Regions from separate parts of the Sus scrofa genome. Here all the other regions are linked to region 3. A link is a contact called in public Hi-C and HiChIP or PLAC-seq data. All regions are on one chromosome and are shown on one strand. Each heading gives the region's core, a stretch centred on a gene start, on an enhancer-like site or on the middle of the called end of the contact. The rest is flanking DNA. Distances are from core to core; before and after follow the strand shown.

Region 1 (5,254 bases), core at 731-3,230, 130 kb after region 3:
ACGACTTATCTTTGCCCTTCCAATGCAAAAGTAGCCATAGACAATACATCACATGAACGGACATGACTTTCTTCCAATACAACTTTAGCCCATGAGCCATATTTTGCTGGCTCTTGATCTGTAGAATCTCTTACTTTAGCGTTACAGAAGTCCCACTTTTAAGGTGTGCCCTTTCTGGAATCTCATTTTTATGCTTGGGTGTTCATGAGATTTCTCCATTTTGACATGCCAAAACTTTTAGGTCAAGTCTTCCAGCACAGTCTGACCTTCAGAATATCCAGTTTACGTTCCCACCAACAGTGTAGGAGGGTTCCCTTTTCTCTACACTCTCTCCAGCATTTGCTGTTTGTAGACTTATTAATGATGGCCCTTCTGACTGGTGTGAGGAAGTACCTCATTGTAGTTTTGATTTGCATTTCTCTAATCGTTAGTGATGTTGAGCATCTTTTCATGTACTTGGTGGCCATCTGTGTATCTTTTTTGGAGAAGTGTCTATTAAAGTCTTCTGTCCATTTTTTGATTGTTTGTTTTTTTGTTGTTTAGTTGTATGAATTGTTTGTATATTTTGGAGATTAAACCCTTGTTGGTTGCATCATTTTCTCCAATTCTGTAGGCGGGGTTTTTTTGTTTTGTTTTGTTTTGTTTTGTTTATGGTTTCCTTTGCTGCACAGAAGCTTGTAAATTTTATTAGGTTCCATTTGTTTCTTTTTGTTTCTATTGCCTTGAGAAACTGACATAAAACATTTATACAGTTTATGTCAAAGAGTTTTTGCCTATGTTCTCTACCAGGAGTTTCATGGTGTCATGTCTTAGGTTTAAGTCTTTAAGCCATTTTGAGTTTATTTTTGAGCATGGCGTGAGGGTGTGTTCTAATTTCATTGATTTGCATGCACCTGTCCACTTTCTCTGGAGGTCCTTTTCTTTGAAGTTTTCCTTTGTATGTTACCCTGCCGCACAAATCCCACACAACTCAAAAGCTTCCTCAGCAAGAGGAAGAGTGAAGTATTCTTGGGCTCCTCTTCCATGTGCTATTGACAGAAAGTACCTTTACACAGAAAGCCAGGGCATTCCTCTGGTTTGTGTCCCTCTTCTGAAAAATCATATACCTGTACTGCCTGCAGTACAATGTCTTAGGACAGTTGCCTTACATATTTTGCCTAGTTTCACAGTCATTTATGTTGGAAAATTACTCCCATAGCTGGAAGCAGATATTCTTCTCTATGATTCTAAAACACAATTTATTTTCCGTATTTTATAAATTAGATATCATTTTACTGACCATTTATATTTTTGATTGATAAACAGGTTTTGAAATGAACATGTCAAGGAAAATAGTATAAGAGTATGTGGGCATTGGTGAGGTTGTGATAGCATATGTAATTTTTGAATTGACCAGTAATAAATTCAAAACTAATATGCCATTTTTACTTTTTAAAAAAGTGATTTACCTGAAGAAATCTCTTCGGTGAATGTTAATTTTGAAATGGATTTTTATGTAATAGAAGTAGTTAGCATTCAAAGTTTGTAGCCCTGAAGCAATTAGTCTAAACTTGCATTCTAATTTTAGGTTTAGAAAGGAAAAGAATCTAGTATTAAGGCCAACATGAGGAGTAGTTCATTTGGAAAAAGCTGTTTTGTGAATAGTGCTCATCTTTCATACTGTCATTATAGGTAGTTCAAGTGATACTATTCATTTATTGATGCAAATAAGGAAATAAATGTATACCTGTAGTGATGGAGTTCAATTATAATTTTCTAGCTTTGTCAATAACTAAGCTATGTGAGTTAGTTATTTAATATTCTGAGCTTGCATAACTGGAAATGTGGTAGAAGATAAACAATAAGTTACTTAATAATCTGAGCTTACATAACTGGAAATGTGGTAGAAGATAAAAATAAGTTAAGGATGAATATGTTTTAGAAAGGAAGTTAGGCTGAATATGGTGAGATTGAGCATTACTAGATGTCAACATTTGAATATGCAGGAGGGAGAGGCCTGGATTTGGTTATGAAGAACTTTGGTTAGCATAGCTGACTTGCGAGGAGTTTAGACAGTTAAATTGGGGCCATATGATACAGGGCCTTATGTATCTGACTAAGTGTTTTTGGTGTAATTCAGTGTATAACCAGGAGCTTTTAAATATTTTTGAGCAAAACATATATAAAATTATACTTTTAGAAATAATAATTTGGTAGCTATAGAGGAGAGAATTTTGGCTTCTCTTTTGCCTGTTGTTTAGTGAAAACTGGTTTTGGAATTTTTTTTGCGGGAAATTTGTCATTATGTTTTTACTTAGCGTGGATATAATTAAATCCTTAATATTTAAGTAATATTTAAATAAATATTATTTCTTCTGACTGTTCAAATAACACAAATGAGACTGATGACTAAGGTTTTAATTTCATTCAGTAGTTAGAATTTTGGCATTATGAGTAGACCGTAGAAGGACGGGGAGTTGTTTGCCTTTTTTTGTAAGCCCAATAATGTAAGGGTATATATTAACATATTTCAGTAATTCAGAATGTTGTAGTTTTTACTGAATATAGGATCTCTGATTATGGAATAGTTTATTCACTTGTGAAAGTCAAGATTTTACAGAAAAATCTAAAATCTAATTTTTTTCCAAATAAGAAATAGGTAATTTTAGGTGTTTTAGCCTTAGAATTTGGTAGCTTTTATTATAGGTATAGTGTAGTTACAGGTATAGTTATAGGTATAGGTATAGATTGATCAACATTTTCTTTTAATGTACTTAGTATTATTAGTCATTTTCAAATTCTTACATTTATATAGTAAAGTCTACGAAAGGAAGTGTTGCACAGTGGTTAAAGAAAAGAGCATGAAGTAAAGTCAGCCATACAATGAGACACCAACATCAAATGCTTTCACTGACATGTAGAATCTGAAAAAAGGACAGACTGAACTTCTTTGCAGAACAGATGCTGACTCACAGACATTGAAAAACTTATGGTCTCCTGAGGAGACAGTTTGGGGATTGGGGGGATGTGCCTGGGCTGTGGGATGGAAATCCTGTGAAATCAGATTGTTATGATCAACTACAGATGTGATAAATTCATTTGAGTAATAAAAAAAAAAGAGAGAAAAAAAAGAAAAGAGCATGGATTTGTAAATCTCTCCAGATTCAATCTCAGATCCATTGCTTTTTTGTTTTGTGACTTTAGGGGAATTACTTAGCCTTTTTATGCCTCTTGTTCCTTATATGTGAAATGAAGATAACAATAATAGCTATTTTGCAGCATAGTTTTCAGTATTAAGAGACCATCTGAAATAAAGGTACCTGGCCAGCATTAATGTCTCTGTAAATGTTACTGTGTTGTGCAGTAGAAGCAAGCAGTCAGATATTTTGGATAATTACGGGATATTTGCTGGGTAGCAGTTTATCTTTTTTCAGAAGACCAAACTTACAGGGCTGATAAAGTAAGAAGAATTTACAATTGTGCTTGTACATAAACCCATCTCTCAGATGATAAAACATGTGAACTTGGGAGATAGACCTCTTTAAATCCTGGCTCTCTGGCCTCCTAGATCTCTAACTTGTGGCAAATTGTTTCTTTTTCCTTTCCTCTTCCCCTTCCCTCTCAAAACATTTTGAGGTAGGTACTAATATTCTTATTTTACAAATGAGGAAATTAAGCACGGAAAGGCTAAGTAAATAATAACTTTCTCAGGGTTACACTTTTTTTTTTGTTTTATGTCTTTTTAGGGCTACACCTGGGGCATGTGGAGGTTCCCAGGCCAGGGGTCCAACCAGAGCTAAAGCCACCAGCCTACACCACAGCCACAGCAATGTGGGACACGGGTTGTGAGCCGCGTCTGCGACCTACACCACAGCTCACGGCAACACTGGATCTCCAACCCACTAAGCGAGGCCGGGGATTGAACCCGCATCCTCGTAGATGTTAGTTGGGTTTGTTAACTGCTGAGCTACAACGGAAACTCCCGGGATTACACAGTTATAAGTGATGGATCTGGGATTTGGACAGGCAGTTTGAGTCCATGATTCATGATGGGCCTTAGTAGGAGTCTCTGAGCAACCCTCTTCTTGAAGACCAAATGGTAGTGACCTCTTCTGGATTTTTTTTCTAAGTACCTTTAGAAATGCAGTATTTGTTTTGTGGGTAATTTTGGATTGACTCTCATTTTACAAAATGAAGGTTTTTTTAAAAAAAAAAATTTAGTGAATATTCAAAATACTAATTTATAAACTTTCTCACTTGGCTAAGTTCCAGGAATATAATTTTTACTGTAAAAATGATTCTGGTATTAGATAGGAATAAGGGTTTAGTTTTTTTTAAATAGTTCAAATTTTGGACACAATTTAGATGTAGTTTGTTTTCTCTCTAACAGTAATATGTTTCTAGTTCACTTTCCAAATAGACTGTCTGAATTAGTTGGCTTTTAACTGTATCGTCTAGATTAACCATTTTGTTAAGAAATTGTTACCTTTTATTTAGATGGAGCAGCTGTGTAATTATTTGGTTCTGCTCTTTGGCCCCCAAATTTCAGGGTTTTTTTGTTTTTTTTTTTTCTTTTTTAAGGCCTGCACTTAATATATATGGAAGTTCCCAGGCTAGGGTTTGTTTTTGTTTGTTTGTTTTTTTAGGATTTTTATTTTATTTTTTATTTTATTTATTTTATTACTCAGATGAATTTACACATCTGTAGTTGTATAATGATCATAACAATCCAGTTTCACAGGACAGGCTAGGGGTTGAATTGGGAGCTGCAGCTGCCAGCCTACACCACAGCCACAGCAACGCCACATAATCTCATGGCAATGCTGGATCGTTAACTCACTAAATGGGGCTAGGGATTGAACCTGTAACCTCATGGATACTAGTTGGGTTTGTTACCGCTGAGCCACAGTGGGAACACCCTGAGTTTCAGCTTTATGCAAGATTGTAATTCATTATTTTAGCTGAAAGGGATTTTCAAGTTCTTTCATTTTATAAACAAGAAACTATAATTTAAGATTATATAGCAAGTCATCTTTAAAAAGTATGTGTACATATGTGTACATTTTATAAAACATTTTATAAAATCTCATAAGGCAGTATGTTTTACTGGTTTGGATGAGTAGCCTATCCAACTTGTGTTCTAAGTTATAGGAGACTCCTAAATGGATGTCATGGATTTCCCCTCACCACCTTATCTAAAAACCCTTTAGATAGGACATCATACCTAGTATGAATTTGTCAAAAATTTGTGACATTTTGAATTTAACCTCTCACA
Region 2 (5,446 bases), core at 1,754-4,253, 150 kb after region 3:
AATGAAATGATAAAGGAGGGATATCTTGGGAGAGTTGAGCTGGGCGGTCTTACAGCTTTCATATTGCTGTCTATTCCAAAAACAGTCTTCCACTGTCTGAGATCCTGCCACTGAGATATAAGCCTCTGCACCCCTCCCCAGTATTTATGAGAGCATTATAGAGAAAGGAATTTATTCCTTTGAAAGACTTAATCATATAATTTTCCCGCTAATGAGATAAGGTGCACTAAGAAAATGAGAGTTTTGATTTGAGATATGAGAGAAGAGAAACATAAAGTGTATGTAGTTTTAGAGCCTGATAGCCTTTTGGAAAGGAATTAGGGATATGCTTGAGGAGGTTTGGGGTGTTGGGTTTTGACATGCTAGGGGAGGTACTGGGTTATGTGGACATGAAGGAATGGGAAGTTGCCAATCATGAACTCTGAAATTTTATTTCAGAAGTTCTCTGTTAGGCTGATTTTGAGTTCAGGAGAAGAAGGATAACCCTCCTCCTACCCCCTATACATAATACACAGTAGGACTTAGAATTCAAATAGCACTTTTATTTGCTCGCATTGTAAATGAAGGGATCTTCTGTGGTCCCCCCCTTTGGAAGCCTTTACTTTTAAGGGAGGAAAATAGGTTCCTTATCCAAAATAATCAACTAGGTATGTATCTGCTCTGTTTGGAAATAATCCTTGGAATAATTTTTCATTCATTAAACAAAATGTTAAATACTTGAAGGAAAACAAAATAAATGGAGGGTTTTTTAAAAAACAGATTTGTGTTCATTGTTTGCCTATTGAGATTTGATATGAAATAGGACCTATAAACTATCCAAAGATAAATTTTTCTCAGCTGGGGGAGAATGGAACCAGATAGCCTGGCACCATAGTTTGTGTGTGTGTAGAGGGGTTCTTCTGTTCAGAGAGGTTATTGTGTTATTGCCTAGACTGAATGGCATAATATATGCACTTTCTTATATGTGTTTTACAGACTTTGTCTCCTTGTAGTTTACTAGTAAACAGCTAGCGCACAGGGTCACTTTTTGTAGGGCACTGTCCTAAGGTCTTTTGCATACACTAAGTCATTTATTTGCTCCTCCTAGTACAATAAGCCTAGCCCGATGACTTTACCTTTTTAGCACATTTGTCTCATCAAGATTTTCAAATTTAACCACATTTCTCTTAGATTACCAAGCTTAAAACAACTTTAGTTTTAAAACTTTCTAGGAAAGAAATGGGCAAAATGTCAATTGATTTATCTTAGCTAATTTTCCCTGTAACTTAATATAATAGCCTGAATTCCCAAGATGATAAAAATTAAAAAAATTAGATATTGCTATATATAAGATTAAATTTCAGGGCTCCTAGTTTGACTTTTTAATCTGCCAGGGGAGCTATTAAGTATATTTAGTGTTTAGGTAAATGAATTTACACATTCTTATTCGCTCAGATGATTTTTAAAAATTATTGAACCTAGTCCAGTACCAGAAAATGTGAATAACATGAATGGTAATACCTTTGCTTCAAGAAATCTCCTCCCACCCCCCTTTTATTAGTGTAGTAATCTCTGATTTGAAAACAGTGTTTGGGTGCTGTTTTTGAGTGTGTTATTCTAATGCTAAAGTATTTATTGGCCTTCAGCCTTAAGGGATTCATTATTAGGAAATACTGTTTTGGAAATATTATGTATTTACTGCCTAGTTTGGGATTTCTAACTGTTGCATGGAGAGGCCAGACATTCTCAGCCATGATATGAGTTGGTGACAGTGTTCTCAAATACCACATTTTGCAGGGGTTCAGTGAATAAAGTTAAATATTAACTTTTGAACTGAGAATACTAGACGCTCTTTAAAAATTGCTCCGCTTTATTTATGTTTGCATTTAGGCATAGAGGCAAAGAACTGAGTCCCTTGATATTCAGGCTGCTTCTGATATGAAGGATTTTGCAGAGTTTTGCAGCCTACACAGTTTTATGGGAAGTTCCAAAAAATACTATACCTATTTCAAGTGTACCTGTATAGTCTTACGAAGTATGTACTTTCGTCCTTAGGCTGCATATCTTATGATACTTCAATATATCGCACATTTGAAGATATTTTCGCTGATTTGTCATTATATGTTTCTGCTTAATGATTAATGATTAAACCAGTAAACCATCAGTTAAACCAGTTGTGAAACATTAGTAAAGACTTAATATTTTGCACTGGAATGAATGCCAGTTTCATAAATTTGAACAAAAATTTCAGGAATTCTTTATGGATTTGTCTTTGTATTTATCAGTAAAATTTTAGCTTGTTATTATATCCTTTTCCCAAAGCAAATGATATAATTAGCACATGAATATTTCTCCTCAAGCCAAGTCTATTAATAGTACCTGCAGTGGTGTCTAATAGATATTTATTGAAAGATTGAGTTGGAGCAGGTGATAAGAATAAGTATATATTTGCAAGTCTCTGGATTTCCATAGTTGTAACAGAAGAAAAAAATAATATTACGTTAGAAATATGTATTCAACTGCTAAAATTGAATATAATTTTTTTCTATTGAAATTTAACATATATTCAATAAATATTAATAATTTGACTTCATGATTCTCCTGTCATGCCCTTCCTTATAAGGGTGCAAAATGCTGATTATTTAGAAGCAAGTAAGAGACTCAGCATTTACCAGACTTGAAATTTAAGTTATTACCCTTCTTTGGATCAGTCCATTTTTATCTTATCAGGTAACTATTGATTTTAAAGTTTTAAATGAAGCTGAAAACCATCAGTAAATTCCCCTGTCAAAAAAAAAAAACAAAAAAAAAACTGCACATGGCTTGAAGTGTATTTCAAGTATATACAATGCTTAACTCTGCCAGAACAACCCCCTTTTCTTTCTTTTGGTAGCTTGCCCCTCCCCCTGCAAAAGTAGCTTTGTTTGGTCTGAGCAACAAGCAAAAGACTAGAACAATAAACAGATAGAAGGCGGTAGTGCCTGAGTATTAGTAGCCTAGTTACAGATTGCACTGCGTCAGACTGCTCCACACCCAGAAGGCGTCAGGTGACTGCAGTTGTGCAGCAGAGGAGACTGCAGACTTCGGTTGAGGAAACATATTTCATGTCTCAGGGGGTAGATTTTTGCAGTTACAGCTTTTCTGTTGGTATGCATAATTGATAATTGCATCTGGAGGGCAGATCGTGACAAGAGATGGACGGTCAGAAGAAAAATTGGAAGGACAAGGGTATATCTGCTTTTTAACCTTTATTCAGTTTTTTTTATGTAACCAACAAAATATTTCTATGAATAAGCTTTGCCATTTAGATATATTTTGGATTGCAAATGAAGCCTGTGGAAGGTTTAAGAGTAAAGAGTTAAAAGAGCTATTTCAAATGTTTTTGCATTTGGTTATGTATGAGAAAATGTCATGCTGTTCTGTTTCACTGGCATTTGATTTAGTCTCTGCATTCCGATCTTTGATTAGGTTCTATTCTTTAATATTGCACATTGTAAACTGTTTAGTTTTAACATATTTCATTTGTTGGTCACTTTGGTGTGATGAATCTACATTTCCATCTTTGTATTTCATAATGACATATTTTCTGTGACTATTTTTTTAAAAAGCTGACTCTCGGAATGGTTGAAATTCTATCCAAAGGTCTGTAGGTAGCAAGATCTTGCATTTACAATAAGCTCGTTTTCTTCTTTGGAAATCTTATTATTAAATCTTTGAAGTTACTACCAGTGGCCTTTTAATTAGATTATAATTTTGTATATCTTAAAATGGTTAAAATGTATACATGGTAGTTTTAAATGTGTGTCTATATTTAAGTCACTAACCCTTGTCCTTGTAATAACCAATCAGTGATCTTGATCCCTTTTCCTCCCCCTTGAAAGCCCAGATCCTTTCAAGTCTCAGTGGATCGGGATTGTGTAAGAATTTAAGCGCATAAGTGTAATGAATATTTAAAAAATATTTTATTATGTCAGTGGTTAAATGTGCCATTTTAAGAAAAAGGGAAGGTAGTAGACTGTATACCTGGCGTTACAATAAATTGTCTTAAAAATTATTAGAGCTATTTTTAAGTAGTCCAACTAGACATTCCACACAAGCAGTTTTTTTTTTTTTGGCCATGTTCAAGTTTTATAATTTAAAACATTATTTATTTCTATAGCAGAATTTTAGCAGGGTTGGTGATAATGTTTCTAAAAGCAATCTGTGGAGCTAATTACAGTAACCTTTACAGTATTCTTTTAAAAATTTGTTCAATAAAGTATTGTGGGGAAAACATGAGCTTAATCTTGTTCATATTGAGACATTGGAAAGCTTTTATAGTTACAATTTAAAGAACAGAAAATAATACGTCTTTGGATTTTTATCTCTATGGTTTTTTATGTGTGAATTTAATGAAGAGAAGGATTTTTATTTCTTCATCTTTCTGACCATTAGCATTACAAAGTGAAAGGTGAATTGCTACACTAGTTTTTGATTAGTAAAAATGATAGTAGTGCTAACAATACAGGGAATATAGGCTTTAAAAAATAGGCGAAAAGTCACATCTGGGCCTATTCTGCAACTTTTTAGGCTCTGTATTTGTAATTTGAACCTTAGTCCATTTAATAACATCTTAAATTCTTTATGTACTCAACTAATTTAAGGATATTTTGAGACTGGAGAAATTAAGATCCAGTATAGTGCATATTATACCAAAGATTTATTTTGATTATTTTTAGATACTAAATATAAAATCAAATTTACTCTTAAATATCTCTGGGGAGGCTCACTTTGTAAGTGAAGTGGCTTGATTTTTTTTTTTTTTTTTTTAATGCTTGTCTTTGGCTTTTTTTGCTTGGAAAGACTCTTTCTGATTCATTGGTTAAGGTTTATTTTAGTATTCTCTTTATCAGCAGCTAATTTTAATGTTGTAGATTATAGATTACAGCATAAATGGAAATCAGTGAGAAGCTGAAGCTGCCATGGAATGAGTTTTTTCTCGTTTTATGAAAAGTGTAACAATAGAGGAAAGTATCTAATCTAAGCTCTCTAGGTATATTAAAAAACAAAACAAAAAAACTTAAGGCCATTTTTTTTTTCCCTGCTGCTTTCTTTACCACCCCTCTACCCTCTAAGTGCCATGGTAGAAACACATTCAGTCATCTGATGATGGTAGCATATGAAGGTATAAAAGAAGTGAGAGATACTCTGATTTCAGTGTTTTTTAAACATTGGGTTGTTTTTGGCCGAATGGCTAGTATTTAAAGCATTTATCTTTCAGGCTAAGACCAACATTAATAATTGATATTCTTTTACATATTTTTCTTCTTGAATTTCCTGTTGTTGTTAGCAGGATATTAAAAACAAATTAAATCTATGTCATACTTGATTTTTTGGGTTATATGGGAAGCATTGATTAAGACAGGTCAAAAGATTTTTGAAGCACTTAAAATAGAAAGGAATGATAGGTTTAGGCATTTGGGTCGGG
Region 3 (5,627 bases), core at 167-2,666:
CTGCTTCCAATTTAAGCCTCGTGACAGCCAGCCTAGATGGCAAGCTAAATGTCAGTTGATTTCTTCTTCTTTGGAGTTTTTCCATTATTCCCTTAGTGGCCATGTACTCCCCTCTGCCAATACCTTGTGCATGAATTCCCAGGATAGTGGTGTGGCTGGCCTGGAGCCTGGGTTAGCTCAGCCCTGAGCTTGTGAGACTTTGATCACAGCCTGTTTTCTCAATTAGCTGTCTAAAGGAGTTCTCTTGCAGTGCAGCAGGTTAAGGACCTGGCATTGTCACTGCAGCAGCTTGGGTTGCTGCTGTGGCGCAGGTTCCATCCCTGGCACAGGAACTTCCACATGCCATGGACACGGCCAAAAAGGAAGAAAAATATATAGTGAATTAGTTGTCTAAAGCGAGGAGAGCTCACTGGACTAAGTGATCCCCTACATCTCTTAGTGTATTCAGTGACTTTTTGATTTGAAGGATTTTCACAAAGGAAAATGGGACCTAAAAGAGGGCCAGATTCCCTACTTTGTCTTCACTTCCTATCGCACCCACAAGGAAGACTGGAGCCTCCTTTCCCAAATAAATGCAAGGTGGGGAATTAGTTATGGCCTTGTCTAGAGAGTGTGGGGGAGTGGAGGTTTAGAATCCCCAGACCATTTTGGAAACCTGAACTGAAATTAGAAAATTCTTCACAGTCCCTCTTGCAGCTGCTCCTAGCTTCTGCCTGTGAGGCTCTCCTGTAATGTGAGTGAAGGTGAATCTGGAGCTGGGTGGAGCTGCATTTGAAATGCTCTGGGAGTCCACTGCAGCCAGAGTGGGTTCCTGCTGGTTTCTTTCTACTGGCCTCCCTCCCCTTTTCTCAGTCTCAATGGATTTAATTATCACTGTTGGTATTTTCTATAGCCTTTGTCTTTTGTTTGTTTTTTGCACCAGAGGGAGCCAGGGTAAATGTTGGCCCTTGAAAGGAACTCGGGCTCAGGGGGGGCCAGGTAAAGACCCTTCAAACTGTCCTTTCTTTTCCAGGATGGCACTCTTTCAGTAATGACAGACTGTGATAAATGGGTTGCACAGAATAAATATAGCACAGAGCAGAGAAGCTGGAGCGGAAAGGCTAGTGGAAAAGTGAACCTGGCTGTTTAAGAGCTGAGCTGAGCTTATTTGCATAGTAACTCAGGTGTGGTTACTTATTTATGAAGCACATTTCCTCTGAGGTGTGGAAAATAGGCTAGCTGTGAACCTGATCTGGGCCTTAGAATGCTCAGAGTCAGGAGGCAGAGCCCCTCTCCTTGAGCCCCTCTCCTCTTCCCCCTCCGGGTGCTCCTGTTGATTCCCTGAACTTTTTCTTCCCTTCTTGCTATGCTGTCGGGTCCTGGAAGGCAGGGACAGTGTTTGGTCACCATTGTTTCCCTGGTGTCCAGTGTCTCACCTGGCACCTGGCCAGCCTTCAATAAATGGGCATGTCCTGAATGGCATTTGGCAGTGAAGCATACAACTACCTGGAAGTTGGAGGGAGGTAAATAGAAAAGAAGAGGAGAGGACTTTGAGCTCCCTAACGAGACACCCACCTTGAAGCCAGAAGAGGAAGTAAGGTTAGAAAGGACAGAAGCAGCACCATTTGAAGAAGGGGGTCAGCTGTGGACCTACTGCAGAAGATCCCAAACAAACTTGCCCTTTTCCCAAGTGCATGGTTTTACTTCTCCAGAAAAAGGAAAACACCAAAACAAGCCACACAATTCCCTCCCCCCAATAAAAGACGCCTACCCCAAACAGCAATTGCTTCAGACTCATAGTGATGCCCTAGTTACACAGCAGAAAGAACAAAGAAGTGATTTAAGCATCTTGAAATTGAAATTGCTGTTGCCAAACACCAGAGGGTCAGCAGAATCATTAGATTCCAGAAAATGCAGAACCTCTGAGGCCTCTGTATTCTTCCATCCTGATGTCAGATTGCTGGCAGCCCACGCTGAGCTGCTTCATAAGAATGTGCAGCTAGGCCACTGCCTCTAGAAGAGAAGAGGCAGCGAGGGCCAGCTGGCTCTACTGGGGGGCTTGGAAGCTCTGCATTGAAGATACATTAACCAGCCGAGGACACTGTCATTTCTCTGCTCCCAGTGATGAATGAGGCCAAGGCTGCCCTTTCAGCTGATTAGACACAGATGTGGATGTCTCTGAGTTTATCCATTGGGGGCCTGGCAGGGAAACAATTTATCTCAGGTGCTTCAAATAGAAAGACTAATACAGGGATTAACCGAGCCGCGGGCAGAGTTACGGGAACATAATAGAATGTTGAGATACCCAGAGATTTGTATCAGTGGGAGCCATTACCCCCTCAGGCCCGAGTGCAGAGGGAAGATTGAAGTCTGGGTGCCTGACCCTGTGGGACTGGAGCTGTGGAGAGAGGGCCTCCAGACCTAGGGCAGCTGGCAGGGAGGAGTGGCGAGGAAATCCCTGCCCCTTATTCCTGCTGGTGCCTCCCACTGACCAAACCAAAAGCTGGCCCACAAGGGTGCCCGGAATGGTGACTTCTTCAAGGGAGGTGAGTCAATGGAGAAAAACCCTGCACTGACAACTAACCTGATTCCCCTCTAGCTACATTCATATCGTTTCTTACATGTTATCTCATTTAATCCTCCAAGTTACTCTATAGCAGGCTGAGCCTGTGGGGCTCCTCAGAATACTAGAACTCGTGTGCAGGGCACACACGTGCCTGATGGCGTGTTCGGGCTGGTAAACTGCGAAGAGGGAAGTGTTTTGAAACCCATCACTAGGAGCCTAAGGCCGAAGGGGCTCTAGACATTAGTCTGACAGGAAGTCCCTGCAACAGTGACTGTGGGCAATTTGTCCACTCTCTTCAGCCTGTGCAGTTTGTGCTTTTTATCCTGAATGTTTCCCCAAAGTAAGAAGATTGTCTTTGGTTCAACAGCAGTCCTACAGGGAGAGAATCTGGTGGGTTGCTGTGGGCAGTGGCAGTGGTTTGCAGGAAGATCAGGTTGGTTCCCAGGAGCTGTCATTGAGGGAGGAAAGGGAAGCAGAAAACCCAGAAACCAATGTGTCCTAAGGAGGGGCTGTGGCTGGGGACAAAGGGCTCCTCCTGGTGGTTCTGCTTCCTTGCCAGAGGCTAGGGGTGGGGAGCTGGTCTCCATGGCTCAGGTGCAAGCTGGAACGGCCCTTCAGCAACTGGGGGCAGCAGGCAGCAGACACTGACAACGGGTCTACTTTATTGTAAGGAAATCCAGACCAGAGTGGCCATCTGATCTGAAGGGCAAGGTCTTACACCAAATAAATATTTCATCATCGACGTCAAGTGAGTGGAGGCGTGGACAGAACTTCAGCGCACACCCGAGTCTCCTGCCGGGGGTGGGGGAGGGCCTGTGGCTGAGCCGTCAGAGGAGGTGGGAGAGAGCTTCCCCGCCCAGGAGTGACTTCCCCCAAGGGTCTGGGTCACTCAGCTCGGTCACCTCTCTGTGCCTTAGTTTTCTCAACAGCATGATAGAAATGACTTCCCAGCCCAGCAGCCCTAGTGCCATTTCTTGCTGCAGAGACCAAGTGTGATAGCACAAGAATGCATTTTGGAAGGCAGAAAATGACACATCACGTGTACCAATTATTAATACCAACTGTGTCTTTTCAGTAAATGGCCCTCAAGAGGCCTAAACATACTCATGCTGCCTTTATTCATTCATTTACACATTGAACAGATATTTATTGCACACCTGCCATGAGCCAGGGACTTATTTTCCTCCTTATGGATTGGCAGGGTGCTCTGAGTGCTCTTCTCCATTCACCAGTCCTGCCTGTTAGAGGTTTTATTTTAACCTCTGCTCTCCAGGGTTGACAGGGAGCACACAAGGAAGCTGGGTGCTTGTCGAGGTCGATGAGGAATATATTGGTTGAAGGGGGATTTCAATGCTCCTGCTCATTATTTCCAGTCTTAATGATGTTCTGCCTTTTTTTGCCTAAAAAGCTGCAGGCTGGGTGTGCACAGGAAGCTGAGTGGCCTTGCAGGGTGCCATGGCAACCATGCAGTGTTCAATGTCATGTAACACCTTGAAGCTCATCAGCTGTGGGCTCAGCAGAAAAACCCTTTCCCATTCTGTGAGGTAGGGAAAGGGGAAGAGAGGCAGGTGTGATGCATACACTCAGTAGGGCTGTATCAGCAGGGCTAATAGGATGCTATTCATCAGAGGAGACTTTGCATTTTCCGTAACTTCTGCTTGCTAGGGACGTAGGAGGCTAGGCTCCAGCGTGGAGAAAGGCACACATGGCTTGGTTATTAAACTCTGGGATCGGAGTTTCTGTTGCGGTACAGTGGAGACAAACCCGACTAGTATCCATGAGGACATGGGTTTGATCCCTGGCCCTGCTCAGTGGGTTAAAGATCTGGTGTTGCCAAGAGCTGTGGTGTAGGTTGCAGATGTGGCTCGGGTCCCAAGTTGCTGTGGCTGTAGGGTAGGCTGGCAGCTGCAGCTCCAATTCAACCCCTAGCCTGGGAACTTCCATATGCTGCAGGTGAGGCCCTAAAAAGCAAAACAAAAAAACGAAACAAAAAAATAACCCTGGGGCTGTCCTCTCAGGACATTAACCTCAGGGTAAGAAGAAGAGGTCCTCCTGCATGGTGGGGAAGTTCAGAGTTCTGGCAGCCTGTCCTGAAGGAGAACCCTCCTCAGTTAGTCCTGCCTCCCTGTCCTGGACCCATTTCCTCCGAGCGTGTGACATTTTGTTGTTCCTTTGTCAGTTAATAACCAACCCTCCTACACCATTCATTTCCTAGTAGGACACCTTCGTGGGCACCCAGTAGATGCCTGGATTATCTACTGGATTATCTAACTAAACCAGCCGTGGTCCACAAGAAAGTTGTCTGCCAAGTATCACTGAACAAGCATAAAATAGTATCCTTGTTGAAACAGAAAAGAAAATAAATGTGGGACGGGGTCTTGGGAACTTGTGGTCCCTCGGTACTTTCAACATATGCTCAGCTCAGAGATCCCAGGGAGGCGGGTGTCGGTGGTGGAGCAGACAGAAGCCAGGCTCTTGTCTTGGTCCAGGTACCTCTTCACCTGTTTGGCGGAATTAGCCGAGTGTCAAATACTTGGTAGTAGGTCCTGTCTGTTTCTGCCTCTCTCTCCTTTTATCCTTCTTTCTTGTTGTCCCCAAATCAACCTCTTTAAACAAATGTAGCCTCCTTTTTTTTTTGCCTCATCAAACCTGCTGAGGAGGAGCTGTGTCCAGTGGCGAAGGTGGGCCACGGTGGGACGATGTGGGTAACGATGACGCAGCAGCCTCCTCCTCCTCGTCACCGTCGTTAGCTAACAGGCATCTCGATGATGAGGATTGACAGCCCTTCAGGGGATTTGTCTTATTTTAGCTTCTCTTTGCAGAGGTGCTTTAGGACTTGCAAGTAATGCTTCCCTGAGCTCTGGCAATTTATCTTTCGTTATTTCTCAGACCCAGGACACTATTTTGGTTTAGAATGTTTGCTGGTTTGTGCTGCCGCAGGTAGTGGCTGCCAGATCCTGGGAGGAGAGGACCTGATGGTTGTCTATTTTCAGAGGTGCTGCACTGGCTGCTGGTTCATGATCGATTATTAGATTGTTCCCTGTAATCACCCTGCGTTGTGCTGCCCTGGCCGAGGGCCTGG
Region 4 (5,244 bases), core at 2,540-5,039, 180 kb after region 3:
ATCCATGAGGACTCGGGTTCGATCCCTGGCCTTGCTCAGTGGGTTAAGGATGTGGCGTCACCATGAGCTGTGGTGTGGGTTGAAGTCGCAGCTCAGATCTGGTGTTGCCGTGGCTGTAGTGTAGTCCGGCACCTGCAGCTCCAATTTGACCCCTAGCCTGGGAACCTCCCTATGCCATAGGTGTGGCCCCCAAAAGACAAAAATAAATAACTTTAAATTTTGAAAAAAGTTTCTCTGTAACTCACTGACTTTATAAATGTTTCATATCCTCAAATTTATATGATGTACATTTCTAGATTCTAGGTCATAATTGCCACTACTTCTGTTTGAAACTGTCTTCCTTAGAAACTGAAAATTTTAGAGCCACTATTCTTAGCATATTCTTTTCTTCTCCTTGCTTATTACCATCGTGGTGGGCAGTGTGAGGGAGAGGCTGTTCTATCAAATGTGATCAAAGAAATAACTGAACCCCACAGTTCATTAGGCCTGTTGGAAAAGATCTGACATGAGATGGTGGTTACTCTTGTGCCTGGTCTAGGTCTCCTTTTGGTGCTTGCCTTGGACAAATAAAAATAAGACATGTTCTGCAGATCTCTCCTTTTAAATTCTTTCATACAGTTGACTCTTAAAATGACACACACACACACACTCACACAGTTGAAAATCTGTATGTAACTTGTAGCAGGCTCTGTAGATCCACAGTTCTTCCTTATCCGAGGTTCCTCTGTATCTGCAGTCCCTCTGGTATCCCTGGTTCCATATTGATGGATTCATCCTACTGTGGACCTGTAGCACTATAGTATTTACTTTTGAAAAAAATCTGCTGACAAGTGGACCTGTGAAGTTCAAACTCATGTTGTTCAAAGGTCAACTGTAATTGTTCCATTTGTTTTGCTCCTTTGCACTTAACTGCAAGCTTCTAAATCCTAGAAAAGATTTCAAGTGTCCATAGATTGAGCAAAAATCCATTTCCCAAAAAGATTAATTCTAGTCAAACATGGGCAAAAATCACTAACAAAATATTTCCATTTCCTTTCACTAGGACTTATTTTAAACATTAGTATAAAATTTTACCACAGCCAAACGTTTTGAAGTCCTCAGGATTTGTTTTAAGGTGGGTTTGTTCCATTGAGTGCCAGACAGAAGGCGAGGGGAAGAGAATAAATGAAAGGGAAGTAAAGGAGGAATGTTCTTAGTAAAATTAGGCTGTGAAAGCTGTATACGTGTCCTTTTCTTGGAGAACCTAGTGTACAGTACTTTATTAGTCTCTGAGAAGTCAGAAAGAGGCTAGATCACTTTATTTAACCTAGTGATATTTGTCAACCTTGTTTAAATAACACCCATTACCACCAGAAAACTAGTGTAAGATAGTCGAACAAATTTAAACAACCTAGTTAAGATTTAATTCCCTTTCAGTGACTGACCTTCTGTTTAAGGCCTCTTTGATAGGGTCTCTTATATTAAAGCACTAGTTCTGTCTTGGCTGCACATTGGAACTTCTGGGGAGCTGTAAAATGTACTGATACCTGAGAAGGGGAAGGGGTGGGGGTCCCATCCCCTTAAATTGTGACTTAATTTTCTAAGGGTACTGCTTGGAGAATCACAGTTTTTAAAAACTGTGGCTTTAAGCTGTACACCATGGGCTGTAGTTTTTCCCCCAGTAACTTCTCCCTGACCCCTTCATAAAGGAAAAGCAGGAGTTCACGTTGTGGCATAGCAGAAACAAATCCTGACTAGGAACCATGAGGTTGCAGGTTTGATCCCTGGCTTCCCTCAGTGGGTTAAGAATCCGGCATTGCCATGAGCTGTGGTGTAGGTTGCAAATGCAGCTTGGGTCTGGCATGGCTGTGGCACAGGCTGGCAGCTGTATCTCTGATTCAACCCCTAGCCTGGGAACCTACGTATGCCGTGGGTGCGGCCCTGATTAAAAAAAAAAGAAAAGAAAGAAAAAAAAAAAAAGAAAAGCAATGAAAATCTCCACTGGGTTCAGCTTTAGGACTTCTTGAGTAAGGCTTTAAGCTTTATTGGGCAGGGGGGTCTACCTTTTGAAATCTTAAAACCTCAAGAAAAAAAGTCTATAATTTCATTTACTAGATACTAAAACCAGATGTGTTTTAGGGAAAAATTCTTTCTTTTTTCTTTTTTTTTTGTCTTATCTAGGGCCGCATTCGTGGCATATGGAGGTTCCCAGGCTAGGGGTCAAATTGGAGCTACAGTTGCCGGCCTACACCACAGCCACAGCAACGTGGGATCTGAGCCACGTCTGCAACCTACACTACAGCTCACAGCAACACCGGATCCTTAACCCACGGACCGAAGCCAGGGATGGAACCTGCAACCTCATGGTTCCTAGTCAGATTCGTTAACCCTGAGCCACGAGGGGAACTCCAAGGGAAAAATTCTTATTTTTTTATCATGTGGCTTTGAGTGATGAAAGACTGGATTCTTTAACATAGGAGTTCTGTGACTTTGAGTGAAAATAGATGTTAAAATTGTAGAAAATTTCTAGCTGTAGTTGTCTGAATATCAGGCAAACCATACTGTTCCAGAATTCAGTTTGAAATCTGAAAGTGAGCAAAAGAGGCCTGAACTCCAGAAATAACTGACCCAAAAGAACATTAAAATCTAGCCCTCAGGCTCTAAGGCATTTATTAACATACACATTTTGACAGTTTCCTTTCTGGTTTCTTCGGCTGGGAAGAAAAATTAGACAGGAAATGGACTGAGGAAAATGTAGAGAGGAGTGTGATACTAATGAATGAGGCTGGAGATGTCAAAAGTCAAATAATTTTCAGTGTTTAAAAATTCAGAAAAGGTTTGAAAATGTCAGAATTGCCAAAGTATTTTCTGAAATTTTGTTAAGTCCTCTCCTCCCATTTTCCTTAAAAATGCCCCTGCCCCCACACCATGGAGACACCATCTAATAAAATATCTGCAGAGCTTTTCATTGAGGTATGTTTGATACACACTTAAATCGAATTCCCTAATGGCCCTGGACAAAAGACAAAGACATGGCCCTTGGCCTTCTTCCAGTATTTATTAGACCTTGATCGTACTTGGCTCTCTTTCCTCAGTCTCATTACTGCCCAAAGAGAGATGAGCTTTGACTTCCACGGTTAACGTGCATTGGCTACAGTGTTGCCAAATATTTGCCATGGAATAGCGTAGGATTTATAGGTTTAAAATGTTTATTGACCTTTTCCCTGCCTCTTTATCATTATGTGCACATTCATGACCATCAATAGTTAACTATGTAGGTGGTTTTATCAGATAGCAGAGCAGAGATTCTGGAGTCAAATAAACCTGAGGTCACTGTCACCTCTGGTCTGACAACTTGTTTAACCTTTCTATCTATGTCTTGGTTTTCTCTATGGGGACAATAACAGTATTTAAATTTAGGGGTTATGATGAGATCAACAGTATGTATGTATGTATGTTCGAAAAATTGTTAGTTGCTGCTGTTATTATGTAACAGTTTCAATAGTCCTGCAGTTGTTAGATGCTAGTTCTTAATTATTACTCCTTTATCTTCTGATGGTGTGTTTTCTGGAAACCCTTGCCCAGGATTTTTGTTTTGGGCTCCTGAGGTGTAAAATTTTCTCCAGACTTAGCTACAACATTTAAAAATTCTGTGATAGCACATAAAAATGTGAATTTCTAGTTTCTCTGTTAAAATGGGAATATTTGGCAACACTGGCCTGGAATACTTGCTTTGCAAGTCTCTGAGCTGGATTGTGGATGCCTTCTTGAGAGGGAGAATGCATGTATCTACTTGCCTTGTCCTCACCCAGGCTCCCTCATGCATTTATGTCACCTGCCTGGCCTCAAAGACATTCGAGGCTTCCCTCCATTCTCTTCACCTCTGGATAGCCTGGCTTTTAGAAAGAATGTCTTCCAAGAGACAAATCTCTGTGGATTTCAAGTGCAGACTTGTCAGTGACTTAATGACCAAATCAGGACTTATTTTTTGTTTGTGTGTTAGTTTCTGAATTTTGTCATGATAAGAGGGTTTTCATTGCTGAAGCAATTTCTTCTACAGTGTAGAAGGTTGACTCTTTTCCCTTTAGTCTTGGGGATGGTGATGGATGAAAATAGCTCTGTTGCTCTATGGTAAACTTGCTCAAGTGCAGAAGTTATATTTAGCTTCTGCAATAGGAGTCTGTAAAACTATGTGAGAGGGAAAAGGCTAATTGCAATCATGCTTTAAACCTTTCTACTAGTGGTTCCATAGCAGTTGCTAAGACCTGGACAGCATTTAATTTTTTGATTTTCAATTGACAAGTGTTAAGTGCGTTTCACAGGAGTTCCTGTGGTGGCTTAGTGGGTTAAGAATCCGACTAGTATCCATGAGGATGTGGCCTTGGTCCCTGGCCTCATTCAGTGGGGATCCGGCATTGCAGTGAGCTGTGGTGTAGGTCAAAGATGGCGTTTGGATCTGGTGTGGCTGTGGTGTAGGCTGGCAGCTACAGCTCCAATTTGACCCCTAGCCTGGGAATTTCTATATGCCAAGTGTACCACCTTCGAAAGACCAAAAAAAAAAAAAAAAAAAAAAAAATTGACATCTATTCACTTGAACATTAAATTCAGTTGTAGGAGTAACCAGAGCGTTGCTATTTGTAGAAATGACACTTGGTGGAGGAATCCAAAGTGTCTTCCTAAGCTGCAGTAAATATACTTCTTTCAGTTTGAATGCCTTCATTACTGCTCAGTACCCAGCTCATCATGGGCATTCAGTCAGATTTGGTGAATGAATGAATACGTGGCCAAAGATATGATTTAGATCAAGGGTCGGCAAACAACCGAGAGCTAAGAATGGTTTTAATGTTTTTAAAGGATAATATTCAAAGAATAGGTAACAGAGATCCCTTATAGCCCACAAAACTGAAAATGTTTATTATCTTACTATCTTTCTTTACAGAAAAAGTTTGCTGATCCCTGCTTTAGATGATGGATGTGCTAACTCCTCTTTCCTCTCCTTCTTTTCATTTATACTGTCTCACTGGTACCTAAATAGTGGCTGTAGAGGGTGGCATCACATACATATGTTTGTAACCTACTAAATAGGGCAGAGCAATTGCTAGACACATGAAGGCTTTTAATGAGAAGCAAAGGAACTCCTAATGATGAATACTTAATAAAGGCCGGACTGGACTTTGTGTTTATAAGTCTTTAAGAACTGCTTTGAACATGTCATTGAGTCTTTTACTATATGATGTCACCAGGTTTCAGAACTGGAAGAAAACT

What was found. A called contact is a pair of places that touch in the nucleus more often than the background predicts. HiChIP or PLAC-seq counts read pairs in DNA pulled down with a chosen protein or histone mark.
Region 1: a contact with region 3 is called in an H3K27ac HiChIP or PLAC-seq map of alveolar macrophages. The contact joins two enhancer-like sites. A contact is called at or near these places in 19 of 47 Hi-C or Micro-C datasets (adipose tissue, brain, embryonic fibroblasts and 13 more) and 2 of 2 datasets of contacts at active chromatin or transcription factors (alveolar macrophages and skeletal muscle).
Region 2: an H3K27ac HiChIP or PLAC-seq map of alveolar macrophages shows a contact between it and region 3. The contact joins the promoter of RTN4 here to the enhancer-like site in region 3. A contact is called at or near these places in 1 of 5 promoter capture datasets (liver), 21 of 47 Hi-C or Micro-C datasets (adipocytes, alveolar macrophages, blood and 12 more) and 2 of 2 datasets of contacts at active chromatin or transcription factors (alveolar macrophages and skeletal muscle).
Region 4: a contact with region 3 is called in a Hi-C map of liver, with 4 times the contacts expected there. The contact joins two enhancer-like sites. A contact is called at or near these places in 3 of 47 Hi-C or Micro-C datasets (embryonic fibroblasts and liver) and 1 of 2 datasets of contacts at active chromatin or transcription factors (alveolar macrophages).

What each region holds. Positions count from the first base shown.
Region 1 is chr3:86,196,026-86,201,279 of Sscrofa11.1, forward strand. It overlaps a transcript of RTN4 not described here. Among named protein-coding and RNA genes, the nearest start is that of RTN4, 17 kb to the right of the region's middle. Within about 2 kb of position 1,981, at least 3 of the 83 cell types and tissues checked have an H3K27ac peak or open chromatin away from gene starts, as enhancers often do. A contact at or near this core is called in alveolar macrophages, where this site is marked.
Region 2 is chr3:86,212,832-86,218,277 of Sscrofa11.1, forward strand. It overlaps RTN4 (reticulon 4), which reads left to right and starts at 3,004. Exons shown (of 7, transcript NM_001129963.1): 1 at 3,004-3,207. The coding sequence starts at 3,174.
Region 3 is chr3:86,061,690-86,067,316 of Sscrofa11.1, forward strand. It overlaps LOC110260013 (a long non-coding RNA gene), which reads left to right. Exons shown (of 3, transcript XR_002342716.1): 1 at 1-2,525. Among named protein-coding and RNA genes, the nearest start is that of CLHC1, 72 kb to the left of the region's middle. Within about 2 kb of position 1,417, at least 36 of the 83 cell types and tissues checked have an H3K27ac peak or open chromatin away from gene starts, as enhancers often do. A contact at or near this core is called in alveolar macrophages, fetal liver, liver and 3 more, where this site is marked.
Region 4 is chr3:86,243,017-86,248,260 of Sscrofa11.1, forward strand. The region is part of intron 3 of RTN4 (reticulon 4); the gene reads left to right. Among named protein-coding and RNA genes, the nearest start is that of RTN4, 30 kb to the left of the region's middle. Within about 2 kb of position 3,790, at least 10 of the 83 cell types and tissues checked have an H3K27ac peak or open chromatin away from gene starts, as enhancers often do. A contact at or near this core is called in liver, where this site is marked.